2 separate regions of the Rattus norvegicus genome follow, and region 1 is linked to region 2. A link is a contact called in public Hi-C data. All regions are on one chromosome and are shown on one strand. Each heading gives the region's core, a stretch centred on a gene start, on an enhancer-like site or on the middle of the called end of the contact. The rest is flanking DNA. Distances are from core to core; before and after follow the strand shown.

Region 1 (6,658 bases), core at 3,468-5,967, 200 kb before region 2:
CTAATCACCAATACCACTACTAACTGGGGACCAAACCTCAGCACATGGTTCCTTTGTGACAATACTTCATAGCATGTTTCTAGCATACAGACCAAGGAAGGTAATAAGGGTGCTGTTCCTCAGACTGGGAGCACTGCTGCAGCTCTGGACATGAGAGGCTGTGGTGTTCTGTGCCTCCAGCTGAATCACTGAAACAATTGCACCTTCTGGTCTATTCATCAACAGAGAAGGCTGGAGTCAAAGGATCTCGGAGCCTGACTCGGCCAGTGCCCAAGCATATAATGACCTGGACACACAGTGGCTTTGTATGCAGTTTTTTGAACAGTTTCAAATCAAATCTGTTCAGTTCCTATGTAGAGCTGCTGGGATGTCTTGTCTTGTTTTTTTTCACTCTACAAGCCTGGGTTCAGTGAAAGGGCCCTGAAGTGTCCGGAGGACCTGGATTCTAGCCCTCACTGTCTTACTTTGTGGGTGACTTTGGGACAAGTTGATAATTCTTGGCCCCAGCTCTCCTTTGGCCATAGACTTCTGCATGAATTGGCAATGACTCTCAATCTTTAACTCTTTTAGCTTCCATCTTGCTACTTTGGGCCCTAAGGGAGGTCTGTGGTCTGTCTGGGAGGTCTGTGGTCTGTCTTCTCATGGACCCTGAACCCCAGTTGCTTTAACTCATATCAGTGTGAACTTCAGAAATCTCTGCTGGGCCCTTAATCTCCCTGTCTCCTTTCCGCACTGCTTCTTACTGCAACATGAGAAGGTCGGACTCGGTTCATCCGCCCATTGATCTGGCTTTTCTAAAGGGCTTGCTACGCTCTAGGCATGGTTTTAGATACTCGGCTTGCCACAGCGCTTGTCTTTCTGTGATTTCTAAATGTAATCTGTGTGAGTTCATCTAATGCTTGCTTCATTTGTCCTCAGCAACGTCTTTCAGTTGGGCTGAGAGTTTAGAGGACAAAAAGAGAATATTCAGAGCTATGATTCATTGAATTACTCTAATATTTTTGTGATTTTTTTCTTCTTCTTCTGGCTTACAGTCAGGTTCAGAGCCCTCTTCTGTTTTTTTATTTAATGTGGTTATTTTGTGTTCTGTTCTTCCAGATTTGACTTTATAATTAAATTTCCCCCAGATAGATGGGGGAAATGAGTTCGCCCTCCCTCGTTGCTCCCAGGAGTGGGAAGGGGCTTTTATAATAAGCCTGTTGGGGGTGGGGGAGGGGCCACAGCTGGTAGTAAGGAGAAGGAATCATGCATGCGCAAATGAGTACAGACCACCCTGGAGCTGGGCAGGCTTCTGCCTTTCTAAAACATGAGCCTGTATTAGGAAGGGCAGTTGTGCAGCCACCTAAGGACAGACCTTTAACCTTTTGATATTTATCCCTCCAAGGTGCTGGGGTTACAGATGTTGGGGTAGACAGGACAATTTCCATTTGCTATAAACACATCAGTCAGTCTGCTGTTCTCCGCCATATGAATCGACATATGAATCTATCCTGAATATTTTTTTATCTTAATTTTTAAATTTTTGAGCACTTAGTATTTCTCCACATTCCCGTAGCGAATGAACATTCTAGTTATAACGGGAGAAACCAAACCCACAGGGAAGAGGACTTTTGAAATAATATTGCCCGTCTGAACGTTTTGGTGGGCAGCGCAGAAATGTTTTGTGGGGTTAATAGATTTGGCTATAAGGCAGAACTGTGGGCAATCCAGGTCTTTGCAATGTAGAAACTGGTTCAAATAAAACAACCTGGTCTTCTCCCTAGGAAGACACGCTGGCATGGCCGTTTGTTAACTCAGACTAGGCACACTGTGGCAGTGCCCCTGTAAGAAGGGAGGGCCGGAGAGCAGTTTTTGTAAGTCCACAGACAAAGGAGGCTGTGCAAATATTCGCAGGCCTTTTGCTCCAGAGTGGAGATTGACTCAAAGAGATGTTCATTCGCTGATGGCTGCTCCAATCCAAGTAGGGATGCTGGGGCAAAGTGGCAAAGTGTGCTACCTAGCAGAGTATTTATGACTTGGAGCCACCCACCCAGTGTTTTTAGAAGCTTTCAATTGATGTTGGGTGTTTTTCTGGAGGCTGGAATCTGAGTGTAGGAAGGACAAAGGAGCAGGCAAGAAGGAGCTGCGGAGGGAGGGTGGGAGTCGCTGGTACCTTGCTAGTTCTCTGGTTTATGGCCACCCAGGGGCATAGTTTGCTGCTCTAGCAGATGAGTAATGATGGTGACAGGCGCTGTTTTGCAGAAGTTCGTGACACTGTGCTGGGTTGGGGCTTGTCCTGGTCAGGACTCTCTTGGTTGCCAGGGCCAGAGAAACAGAATTTTTATTTCACTTGGAGGATAGTAAGGGATATTTGGAGCATGTATTTGGATAACCAGTATTAACGCTGGTGTCCAGCATGAGAGGAATCTGCTCGCTCGTCCTTCCTGCTTGAGGATGTCTGGGAGCTACACTCTTTGGCACTACCTCCCCAGCTGTTAGCCAAGTGGCTCCAGCCGCCTCAGGCAGACGCCCATTTCATCACTGCAGAGGAAGGCTTGACGTGCTTCTCTGTAGGGACCTCTCCTTTTCCCTCCCCTGGAAACTCTTCCCTTTAAAGGTCCTCAGGAAAGGAGGTAGGGTGCTTTCTCCAGAGTGGAAAGGATGTCGAAGTCTTCAGGGAATAGAGGAGGAGGGAAAGAGGCTGGAGATGCTGGAAGTGATGCCGGGATGATCGTGGTATCAAGTGTTAACCTAGATTGCAGGAGGGTGCAAAGATAGAACCCCTAAGAGCTCTGTGGAGGAAGACATAATCAGAGATGCCTGTTCCCACGTCCAGTGTGTGCACTTCCAGGAGAATGCCCCAGTCAACAGGAAGCGTGGCAGATCTTTGTAGAGAAATGGTGCCTGAGTTACCTTTCATTCTCTTGTGATCGTATTGAATCTAAGACTGTCCACATATCCCACGTGAAGGATGAGTACATAGCCAAGAAAGGGATCGGACCCCTATGGGTTACAGAAGTCATGACACAGAACTAACATGGGCTCAATCCAGAAGAACAAAACCAGGCCTGGGTAGTTTGCAGAGAGAGAGAGGCTGGTTTTGTGTTGGAGGAAGAGTTGTGAGCCTGGGTCTGCTGGAGACTCCTGTGGTCCTGAAAGGGTGGTAGACTTGAGAGAAAGCAAAAAGTGTCTGGGGTCAAAGTTCCAGGCCTGAAGCTGACATGGCCTACACTTTTTTTTCTGATTTATTTTTATTTTTATTTATTTATTTATTTACTTTTTGCTTTGGGCTAGTGTGGATAGAGTTGTCTGGCATCTGTGGCCTGTGTGACTTGTGAAGGAGTGGAATTTGGAATTAGAACTGTCAGAATCTGTGGAGGGAAGGAGGAGATCATGTTGGGTAGGATGCCTGGACTGTGGAGGTCCTTGAGGGCCAGCCCAAGTAGGAATTTAAGGGGGAGTGAGATGTTGTACTCATGTCTTGGAGAAAAGGTGTCAATAGCACTCAAGGCAGAAGCAGGCTGAAGGCAATGTTGAGTCTGGGTAGCACGGTGAGAGGGATAGAATTGGCTAGTAGCTAGTGTCCTCAGGTAAGTGCCAGCTGGCCATCAAGGCATTGGACAGAGAAGGCATCCCACCCAGATGGCTGTACCACGGGGTGTAAATGGAATTCAGACCAAGGAAGTAGAATCTAGCTGATTTGAGGGGGGGGGGGGAAAGTTGGAGGTAAATATAAATATGTGTAAGTTATTAGGTGTTTTGATTTAGTTATTATCGAACGAGTTAGGGGAACATCAAGTGATGTGCTGCCCCGGAACCTTTCACCCTTGTGATAGCATTGAATCTAGGACTGTCCACATATTGGAAATAGTGGCTAATTGCACCTATTTTGCTCAGGTTCAGTCGAGAGAAGCACAAGGGTAGCACTGTAGTCCTGGAACTGACAACAAAGACAATCTCACAATTGCGGTTGGTGAGATCCTTCTCTGATGGCATTTGAAAAAACAAAAACAAAAACAAAAAAAACCCATAAAACATAAAACAACATAGCATTGCAGAATGAGTCCTGCGCGGGTCCTCGGTGGCGGCCAGCCCTAGGGCCATGCAGGAACGCCCCCAGACTCAGCCGCGCCTCTCAAGGGTGCCTACAGGCCTTTAGGGACGAAACTACAGCGAGGTCTAGAGTACACAGGCCGGATGTGGCCCGCGCCGGAAGAGAAGCGCGGGACAGGCGCTTGGGTGGAGGTGGCACGGTGGCTAGGATCTTGACAGTTTTGAGTCCGCGCGGCACCGGAGCACGCACTTCAGCGATTAGATCCGCGGCGCGGAGTCAAGCACGCAGTCCCACAGCACCCACGCCAAGGCTGGGACGGGTCTAGGGCCGTGTCCCGGGCCATGGTACCCTCCCAGGTCCTAAGTCCGGCGTAGGGAGAAGCACAGGCCTTGTGCGCTCCGAGTGCGCGTGCTTTCCACGACCCGGACGGCACGCCCGGAGCCTGTCCGGATGGCAGTTTGGACACTCCGAGACCGTGTCCGCTTCCAAGGCCCGGAGTGCCGGTCGCCGCAGCCCGCAGGTCCCGCACCGCCGCTTGCGGGGCGGAGCTCCAGGGCGCCCTGAGCGCGTCGGGCCGGGCAGGGACCCGGCGGGCCCGGCAGGGGGCGCTGCGGAACCCTGAGTCCGGCGGCCTGTGCGCGCCACCGCCGCCTGCACTCCCGCCAGGAGGAGCTGGCTGCCGGCGGAGAACCCTACGCAGAGCAACGGAGGCCCGGACCGTAGGCGGTGAGTGCGTCGCGCGCCGGGCCCCAGCGGTTGTGAAGCTCCTCGCAGGGCGGGCTTGTGTCTGGGGTCTCGGGGTGGCGACCCCAAAGAGGTCTCCGTGATGCGGGGATCGGGAGGCAGGGGCGGGCTTCCAAGCCGCGGGTGTGATCCCCACCAACAAGCTCTTTCCCTTATCTACGCGCTCCCCAGTTTCCACCTCTCCCCACGCCCCTCCCCGCGTCGAGGGTCCCAGTCCCTCCGATCCGTCTCCCCTTTCTCAGCCCTGCACCCTAGAAGCCTGCCCACACACCCCCTTTTCTCCCGCAAGCCCTCCCACGCCTACCTCCTCCGGTTGCCTGACGCTCGCCTCTTCCCTCCCCGCTCTGCTCTTACGGTCCCCGCCGCCACCCCAACAGGGTCCCACTATGCCCCCGCGCCCCTGCTGAGCGACGCAACGGGAATCTGAGCTCCGGGGTCCCCCTTCTCCCGACTGTCCCAAAGCAGCGGTGTCCAGGTAAAAGGCAGCTGCAACTTCACGGCCTGCCCCCGGGGGTGGGGCTGGTGCTTCTTCAGCTACCTGTGGTCCGCGGCGTCAGAGCCCAGGGCCCAGCCGAGGGCCACTTCACACATGCAGGTTAAGCTTGCTCTAATGATCTGCTTAGGACAGTGTGCTTACTTCGTTGCTTTTGCTTGGTGAACTTGAATAGGTTTCGATTTCTAAAAAAGAAGCCGGCTTTGCCACACACAAATATGGAGCAGGTTTTCTTTGCGGCTGCGACTGGCTTTCAAGTAGTACCTGTGTATGGGGAAGGTTTGGTGATGTTGGGGGAATGGAGCCATATCTCCACTCTCACTCACCACGGCTCTGGAAAGCACAAGGGAATGTAACTGTACCCTCTTGGGTGGGCCAGTGTCTTTGTGGGAAGGCAAGGATGCTTTCTAAACATTCAACAGGTAAAACCAGTTAAGAATTTGGATCAGATCTGGTGTGGATAGGGAAATGTGGGGTGAGTGACCAAGGAGGGGCCCTGGGAGAGTTCCACTGCTTAGGGACATTTGTTGCTCTTTGCGACAGGCCCCGGGGCTGGACCCTGACTATGGAATAGACAGTGCTGAGCCCAGCCTACCCTCTGGAACTGTCGGTCGGGCTTGGCACCAGCCCCCTCCTCAGAGGTGTTGGTGCCCTGTGGTGACATCTGTGGGAAGAGGATTTAAAGCAGATGGCTTGGAAAGCCTCCTGGTCCCCGGAGAGAAGTGGAGATGGCATGGTGACAGCCAGTGTGTGCATTCACCCCTTCCCTTCTGGGGTCTTTCATTAAGTTTTAGATTAAATTAATTGCCTATTCAGAGAAAGAACATATAAAGGGTATTTCTCTTTTAGGATTGGCTCTGGGCCAGTCCACCCTCACAGATACCTTTGAGAGACTGCAAATGTGTACCAGTGGCATTGTGGACCACCTGGAGTACAGCACTCTGGGCTGTGGAATCGCCCCCTCTGAATCTGTGGTTTTTCTTTGATGGCTCTGGTGATTAGTTCAATATTCCTTTACTATTGAATAGATAGGTAATTAGCCAAGAACAGAGGGGGGTTCAGCAGGGCCCTTCTGAGTGTTCACAGATTCCTGTATGAATCTTCTTGTCCTCACAGTGATAGGCAGCTCTCAGGAGTCCTTCTGGCTAGGAATACCTGCGGGACTCCGGTGGACCTTAGGACCTGACCAGGTGCCCCTGCCTGGTATTCAATGTTTTTGTTTTGTGTTTTTTGTTTGTTTGTTTGTTTTTTAAATTTTTGTGCATCAGTCTTGAGCGTACAACCCATGCCCTCCACTGGGCTGCAGTGTTTTCAAAATGTCCCTTAATTCAACAGATTTGAATATACATGTATATAAATGTTAAAGTTTCTCTTGCTGGAGACAGATT
Region 2 (6,861 bases), core at 653-3,152:
GTAGGAAATTTGTAAGGCTGGAGATGCCTGAGAAAGGAGAAGGGGGGGACCGCACCTGAATGTGGGCAGGCCAGTGTGGGAGCTCGACTAGAGGAAAGCCCACTACCCAGGTTCTCTCTCTCTCTCTCTCTCTCTCTCTCTCTCTCTTTCTCTCTCCCCTCCCCTCCCCTCCCCTCCCCTCTCCTCTAACTCTCCTTCTCTCCCCTCCTCTCTCCTCTAACTCTCCCTCTCTCCCTTCCCCTCTCCTCTTCCTCTCCCTCTCTCCCTTCCCCTCTCCTCCTCCCCTCTCTCTCTCCCTTCCCCTCTCCTCCCCTCTCTCTCTCCCTTCCCTCTCCTCCCTCTCTTCCTTCTTCCTCCCACCACCATCTGGGAGTTGCCCTGAACTGCCACCCTCTCTTCTACAATCAACTAAAGCCTTGGAACCATTGTTTCTTGCACATTTCACAACAGTGACAAGTCTAAAGAGAGTAACTTGTGCATGCTACATGCATAACATTTTTAAACCATCCAAGACCTGCCGGGGCCTTTCAGCTGTCTAACTTTGGAAACTGTGATGGGACTCATTGTCATAGACATGGAAACATACTTCCCTGGCCTACTGCTTTGTCTTCTCTTTGTTTGCCTTTAGTATTCCACAGGATTTGTTTTTAAAAACACTAGTCTAGTCTGGTTATAATAAAAGGGAAATCAAATAAAGAATAGGCTGATTCTCCCCAGGCAGTGTGTGGAAAGGAGGGAGGGTGTCCCTGGTGGTCAAACTCAGTTACAGACATTGCCACTCAGAAGAGAAACACCTCAGAGAAATCAGTTAGAATGGCTTCTTCCATTCTTGCTGCTTCTCTGAGCGAATAACCCTCACATAAAGGTACCATTCGCTTATGGGAAACTTTTAAAAATAAATTAATAAATTGTTTCTGCTTTATGAATTATGGTTGAATCAGATTATCAGGGTTATCTTTCAAAACATATAGAAGGGGCTGGGGATTTAGCTCAGTGGTAGAGTGCTTACCTAGGAAGCGCAAGGCCCTGGGTTCGGTCCCCAGCTCCGAAAAAAAGAACCAAAAAAAAAAAAAAAACATATAGAAGAGGTTGAGGTTATGTCTCAATAGTGGACCCTCTTTGACCAGCATGTAGAGCTCAGAGATTCAGTCCTCAGCAGCACACACATACACACAGGCACACACAGGCACACAGGCACACACATACACACAGGCACACACATACACACAGGCACACACAGGCACATATACCAAATGAAGCCAGGTGTGTTGACACATGGCTTTACACCTACTACACAGGAAGCAGAGGCAGGCTGATCTTTGTGAACTCAATGCCAGCCTAGCCTACATAAACTAGTTCCAGGCCAGAAGAGCTTGAGCTGTGACTCACCTCGCACGTGTGATAGCCTGGCTTTAATCTTTACATCATAGAGTATCAAGGGAGGACACTTGGAAGAAGACAGAGGTAGGTGGGTCTCTGAGTTCAAGGCCAGCTTTGGCTAGATAACAAGTTGCAAGCTAGTTGAGGCAAAATAGTAAGACCTTGTATTCAGGGGAGAAAGTCTGATGAAATGTGGCTGCTTCTAAAAGACCATGATGTCGCTCTGCTCTAGAGTCTCCGTGCAGCAGCTGCAAGTGGAGACACCCTTTCTGGGTGGACATACAGAAACTTGCCCTCCCCATATTTGGACACATACACATAGCCAAGGCTTTGCAGAAGGCAGGGGAAGGAATCCTGGGAGGATTTCCAACTACAGCTATTTGCAATGGCATGAGAAACAGTCTGGGGCAAGAAGAAGGCTGGCCTTCTGTTGACTTCCAAGTCTTAGGAATAACAACAGGATAAGATAAATGCCTGAGTTCTTAAGTGAAGAAAAAAAAAAACAAAACAGTTTTCCAGAAGTAGCACATAGCCTAGAAATGACTAAGTCGCTGATGGGAGGCCCCTGACCATTTGTTTCTTGTTTCAGATGACAGTCATGTCCCTCTCCAGGGACCTCAAGGACGACTTTCACAGTGACACGGTGCTCTCCATCCTAAATGAGCAGCGCATTCGGGGCATCTTATGTGATGTCACCATCATTGTGGAGGACACCAAGTTTAAAGCCCACAGCAATGTCCTGGCCGCCTCAAGCCTTTATTTCAAAAACATCTTTTGGAGCCATACGATCTGTATTTCCAGTCATGTCCTAGAGCTGGATGATCTGAAAGCCGAAGTGTTTACAGAGATTCTTAATTACATCTACAGCTCCACCGTGGTGGTCAGGAGACAGGAAACCGTCACTGACCTTGCAGCTGCAGGGAAAAGGCTGGGAATATCATTCTTAGAGGACCTTAGTGACCGCAACTTCTCAAATTCCCCAGGTCCTTACGTAGTTTGCATCACTGAAAAGGGCGTGGTTAAAGAAGAAAAAAATGAAAAAAGGCACGAAGAGCCAGCTGTCACTAATGGGCCCAGGATCACAAACGCATTTTCCATCATTGAGACGGAAAATAGCAATAGCATGTTTTCTCCCCTGGACTTGAGGGCAAGCTTCAAAAAAGTGTCAGATGCCATGAGAACCACTAGCCTTTGCCAGGAGAGAGCCAGTGTCTGCCCCGAGGCAGAGCCTGTCCGCACGCTTGCCGAACACTCATATGCCGTTTCTTCCATCACTGAGGCCTACAGGAGTCAGCCTCTGAGGGAACATGACAGCAGCAGTTCATCTGGTAAAACGGGAAAAGAAAATGGCGAAGCTCTCACCACAAAAGCAAAGCCATGCCGAAAGCCAAAGACCCAAACCCAGGATTCTGACTCAACCACAGAGAACATGCCACTCCCTCTAGTAACCTGCCCAGAGGTGAATCAAGAAAGAAGCCCACAGCCAGCTCCAATTCTGTCACACTCAGAACCTCCCAGCAGTGAAGGAGATGTCCATTTTCCCAGAGAAGATGAAAACCAGCCCTCTGAGACTCCTGGTCCCCCAGCAGCAGAGGTCCCGCCCCTCGTTTATAATTGTAGCTGCTGCTCCAAATCCTTCGACAGCAGCACACTGCTCGGGGCCCACATGCAGCTGCACAAGCCGACGCAGGACCCCTTTGTGTGCAAGTACTGCAACAAGCAGTTCACCACCCTCAACAGGCTGGACCGGCACGAGCAGATCTGCATGAGGTCGAGCCACATGCCCATGCCAGGAGGAAACCAACCCTTCTTAGAAAACTACCCCACCATTGGACAAGATGGAGGTTCATTCACAAGCCCAGATTCATTGGTGCCAGAAAGTAGGATTGGTGAACTATCCAGCGCTGGGAGTGCCTTGTCAGACGCGGACCACATGGTGAAATTTGTGAATGGGCAGATGCTTTACAGCTGCGTTGTGTGCAAACGTAGCTATGTGACTTTGTCCAGCCTCCGGAGGCACGCAAATGTCCACTCGTGGAGAAGAACGTACCCTTGTCATTACTGCAACAAGGTCTTCGCACTGGCTGAGTACAGGACACGACATGAGATCTGGCACACTGGAGAGAGGCGGTACCAGTGCATTTTCTGTCTTGAAACGTTTATGACCTACTACATACTGAAAAACCATCAGAAGTCTTTTCATGCCATAGATCACAGACTCTCCATCAGTAAAAAAACAGCAAATGGAGGCTTGAAGCCCACCGTCTACCCATACAAACTTTACAGGCTCTTGCCTATGAGATGCAAGCGGGCACCTTATAAGAGCTACCGGAATTCTTCCTATGAAAGTGCTCAAGGAAACCGTCAAAGGAATGAATCCCCACCTGACACCTTCGTCATTCCGAATCTGCCAAGCTCTGAAATGCCCACACTGAACTTCCAAGATGGCAGAAACTCGTTGACCAGCAGCCCTGCCATCCCAGTGGAAACACCTTCATGGCAGGGTACACCCACTTCTGCCAAAGTAAAAAATGCAGAAGGCCTCAAATGGAGGAAGCAGGCACTGAAAACCGATCTCGTCGATTCGGCTGAGGTGTCGATTTCTTCCATTGGAAACTCTGTCAGCACCACCCTGCAGGCAGAGCCCGTGTGTGTTTCGAGTGGGGAGCACTCGGCCTCCGTGATCAGCTACAGCGGCTCGGTGCCCTCTGTCATTGTGCACAGCAGCCAGTTCTCGTCGGTGATCAAGCACAGCAATGCCATTGCCTGCCTGGCCAACAGCAACCACCAGTCCCCTTCACAGCCTGTGGCGAGTCCGTCCCTGATCAAGGATAGCAAGCCTGAGGCAGATAAAGCCAGTAAACTCGCAAGCAGACCCAAAAACTCTAAGGAGAAAAAGAAAACCGTTCCATGTAACAGGGGAGAAATAACAGAGGAGGCAAAATATGTTGCTGATCTCGGAGGATCTTCGGGCAAAACCACAAATGTCGTCGAAGAAACCAGTAAGATTGAAACTTATATAGCAAAACCCGCTCTGCCCGGCACCTCCACAAATAGCAATGTTGCACCCCTTTGCCAAATAACAGTGAAAATTGGGAACGAAGCCATCGTGAAAAGGCATATCCTTGGGTCTAAGCTGTTTTACAAAAGAGGGAGAAAACCCAAGTATCAAATGCAGGAAGAGACATTGCCTCGGGAGAGTGACCCCGAAACCCGTGGAGACAGCCCTCTTGGGCTCTGCCAAGCTGACTGTGTGGAGATGAGTGAAGCATTTGATGAAGTGAGTGACCAGGACTCCACCGATAAGCCGTGGCGCCCATACTACAACTACAAGCCCAAGAAGAAATCCAAACAGTTAAGAAAAATAAGGAAAGTCAAGTGGAGGAAGGAACGAGGGAGCAGAAGCCCCGTGGGTCGGCGCAGGTATCCAGCTGAGCTGGATCGCGCAGAGATGGGTCGGCGCAGGTACCCAGCTGAACTAGATCGCTGCGCAGAGGTGAAATTGCCCCCAGATAAGGCCTCTGAAGAAGAGGAGAATAAAGAGATGCCCAAGCTGCAGTGCGAGCTCTGTGACGGTGACAAAGCAGCAGGGGCGGGAGCCGAAGGCAAGCCCCACCAGCATCTCACTCTGAAGCCTTACATCTGCGAGCTCTGTGCGAAGCAGTTCCAGAGCTCCTCCACGCTCAAGATGCACATGAGATGCCACACTGGCGAGAAGCCCTACCAGTGCAAGACCTGTGGGCGGCGCTTCTCAGTGCAGGGCAACCTACAGAAGCACGAGCGCATTCACCTGGGCGTGAAGGAGTTCATCTGTCAGTATTGTAACAAGGCTTTCACGCTGAACGAGACACTCAAGATCCACGAAAGAATCCACACAGGGGAGAAGCGTTACCACTGTCAGTTCTGCTTTCAGGGTTTCTTATATCTCTCCACAAAAAGGAACCACGAGCGGAGGCATGTCCGGGAGCATGACGGGAAAGGCTTTGCTTGCTTCCAGTGCCCCAAAATATGCAAAACAGCTGCTGCCCTCAGAATGCACCAAAAGAAGCACTTATTCAAGACCTTGACTAAGCAAGAGGAAACAGATGACCTTTGCCACGAAAACTCCGATCTCTTGGAGAGTCAACCTTGCACTGATTCGGAAGACAGCGACCAAAAGGATGACATAAAAAAACCTTTGCTGAAAATGTCCTTTGAGTGACAACAGTTAGAAAGGTCTTCAAAATTGTTTGTGATTTTTTTTATTTTTAGTTTTTTAAGTTTTTTTAAGCTTAGTTTTGTTCACATAATATTCTCAAAGGATGGGGGGTTGTTAATTTTCCTTTGTGTAAACTCCCCCCAAAAAGGATCCTAACAACTATTTTGGGTTTTATCATTCACTCTACACAGAATGCATAAAAACAAACTAGCTGAATCCTCTAACGACCGAGTATTTTGTGAAGGCTAATGAAGTTCTGAGCTGTGGGATTTTGAACAGTGGAAAGAGCAGCTGGATTTTAGCCTAATTTAAGCCTTTCTCTCGCGCACTAATGAGGTCTGCTGAACTGTTGTTAGTCACTGGAGAGAGTAAGGGTCAGGATCGTGCAGATGGCATCTTTGAGACATGCTAAACGAGCTATGACAGTATTTATTGCCATTGAGTTTCTGCACTATTAATCTTTGGTAAACTGATGGGTATTTACAAAATATCTAACAATATAACTGAACATATGTAATGGGTAACCTAAAGTAGGACATTCTCATATCACCTAGAGACACTTTTCTGCAGCATAAACCTTGTAAAGTACGTATATGAATCACTATAACGTTTAGCTGTCTGTCTGTCCCTAGTAGAGAACCACAAGAGCAATAGACCTCAGATAACACGGACTGCTGTAGAAATCAGTAGAACATTTGGAATCTGGCTGACGAGCATGTGTGTGCTTCTCGATGGAGTGCTGTGCTGTTCTCCTGAAGTATGGCTGAGCTGTTAGTTGAACTGGTCCACTCAAGTCACACAGAACATAGGTCATGCCTTATCTATGAGAAAACCTTCCTAGACTTACCTGAGATTACCTATGCCACACAGTCCTCTGCAGTGGCCTCACCTCAGAATGAAGAATGATCACATTCTTCAGAACTCTGCAGTCTTCCAGTCATCCCAAGGCCATGGATGTTGGGGGGCTATCCCACCCAACTTCTGTGGTCAAATAATCCTGGTCCCTCCCATTCCACTGAAGCAGCAGCTGGAGGCTGAGGGAGAGACACACCTCTGTGGTAATCAATCTCAGTCCCTTGGAAAGGCCGAAAGCCTGATTCCTCAGGTTTACATCTCCTTGGAGCTAATGCAGCACACAGGTACATAGTAGTGAAAAGGGCCACAGACTCCTTACCCCCACTGATAACATGAGGACAGGGGGACCTGATGCCTCCAACAGCAGCATTGTTTTTGAGGGATGGGGAGATAGAATGTGGAATGACAGTGTTCTGCCCCTTACAAAC

The links. Hi-C and Micro-C count contacts between places; a contact is called where the count stands out from the background.
Region 1: a Hi-C map of the A7r5 cell line shows a contact between it and region 2, with 4 times the contacts expected there. The contact joins the promoter of Pxylp1 here to the promoter of Zbtb38 in region 2. A contact is called at or near these places in 7 of 12 Hi-C or Micro-C datasets (the A7r5 cell line, the Rat2 cell line, Schwann cells and 4 more).

The regions. Positions count from the first base shown.
Region 1 is chr8:106,362,662-106,369,319 of GRCr8, reverse strand. It overlaps Pxylp1 (2-phosphoxylose phosphatase 1), which reads left to right and starts at 4,717. Exons shown (of 6, transcript NM_001007710.1): 1 at 4,717-4,759.
Region 2 is chr8:106,163,103-106,169,963 of GRCr8, reverse strand. It overlaps Zbtb38 (zinc finger and BTB domain containing 38), which reads left to right and starts at 1,902. Exons shown (of 1, transcript NM_001012471.2): 1 at 1,902-5,803. The coding sequence starts at 1,970. The coding sequence ends at 5,581.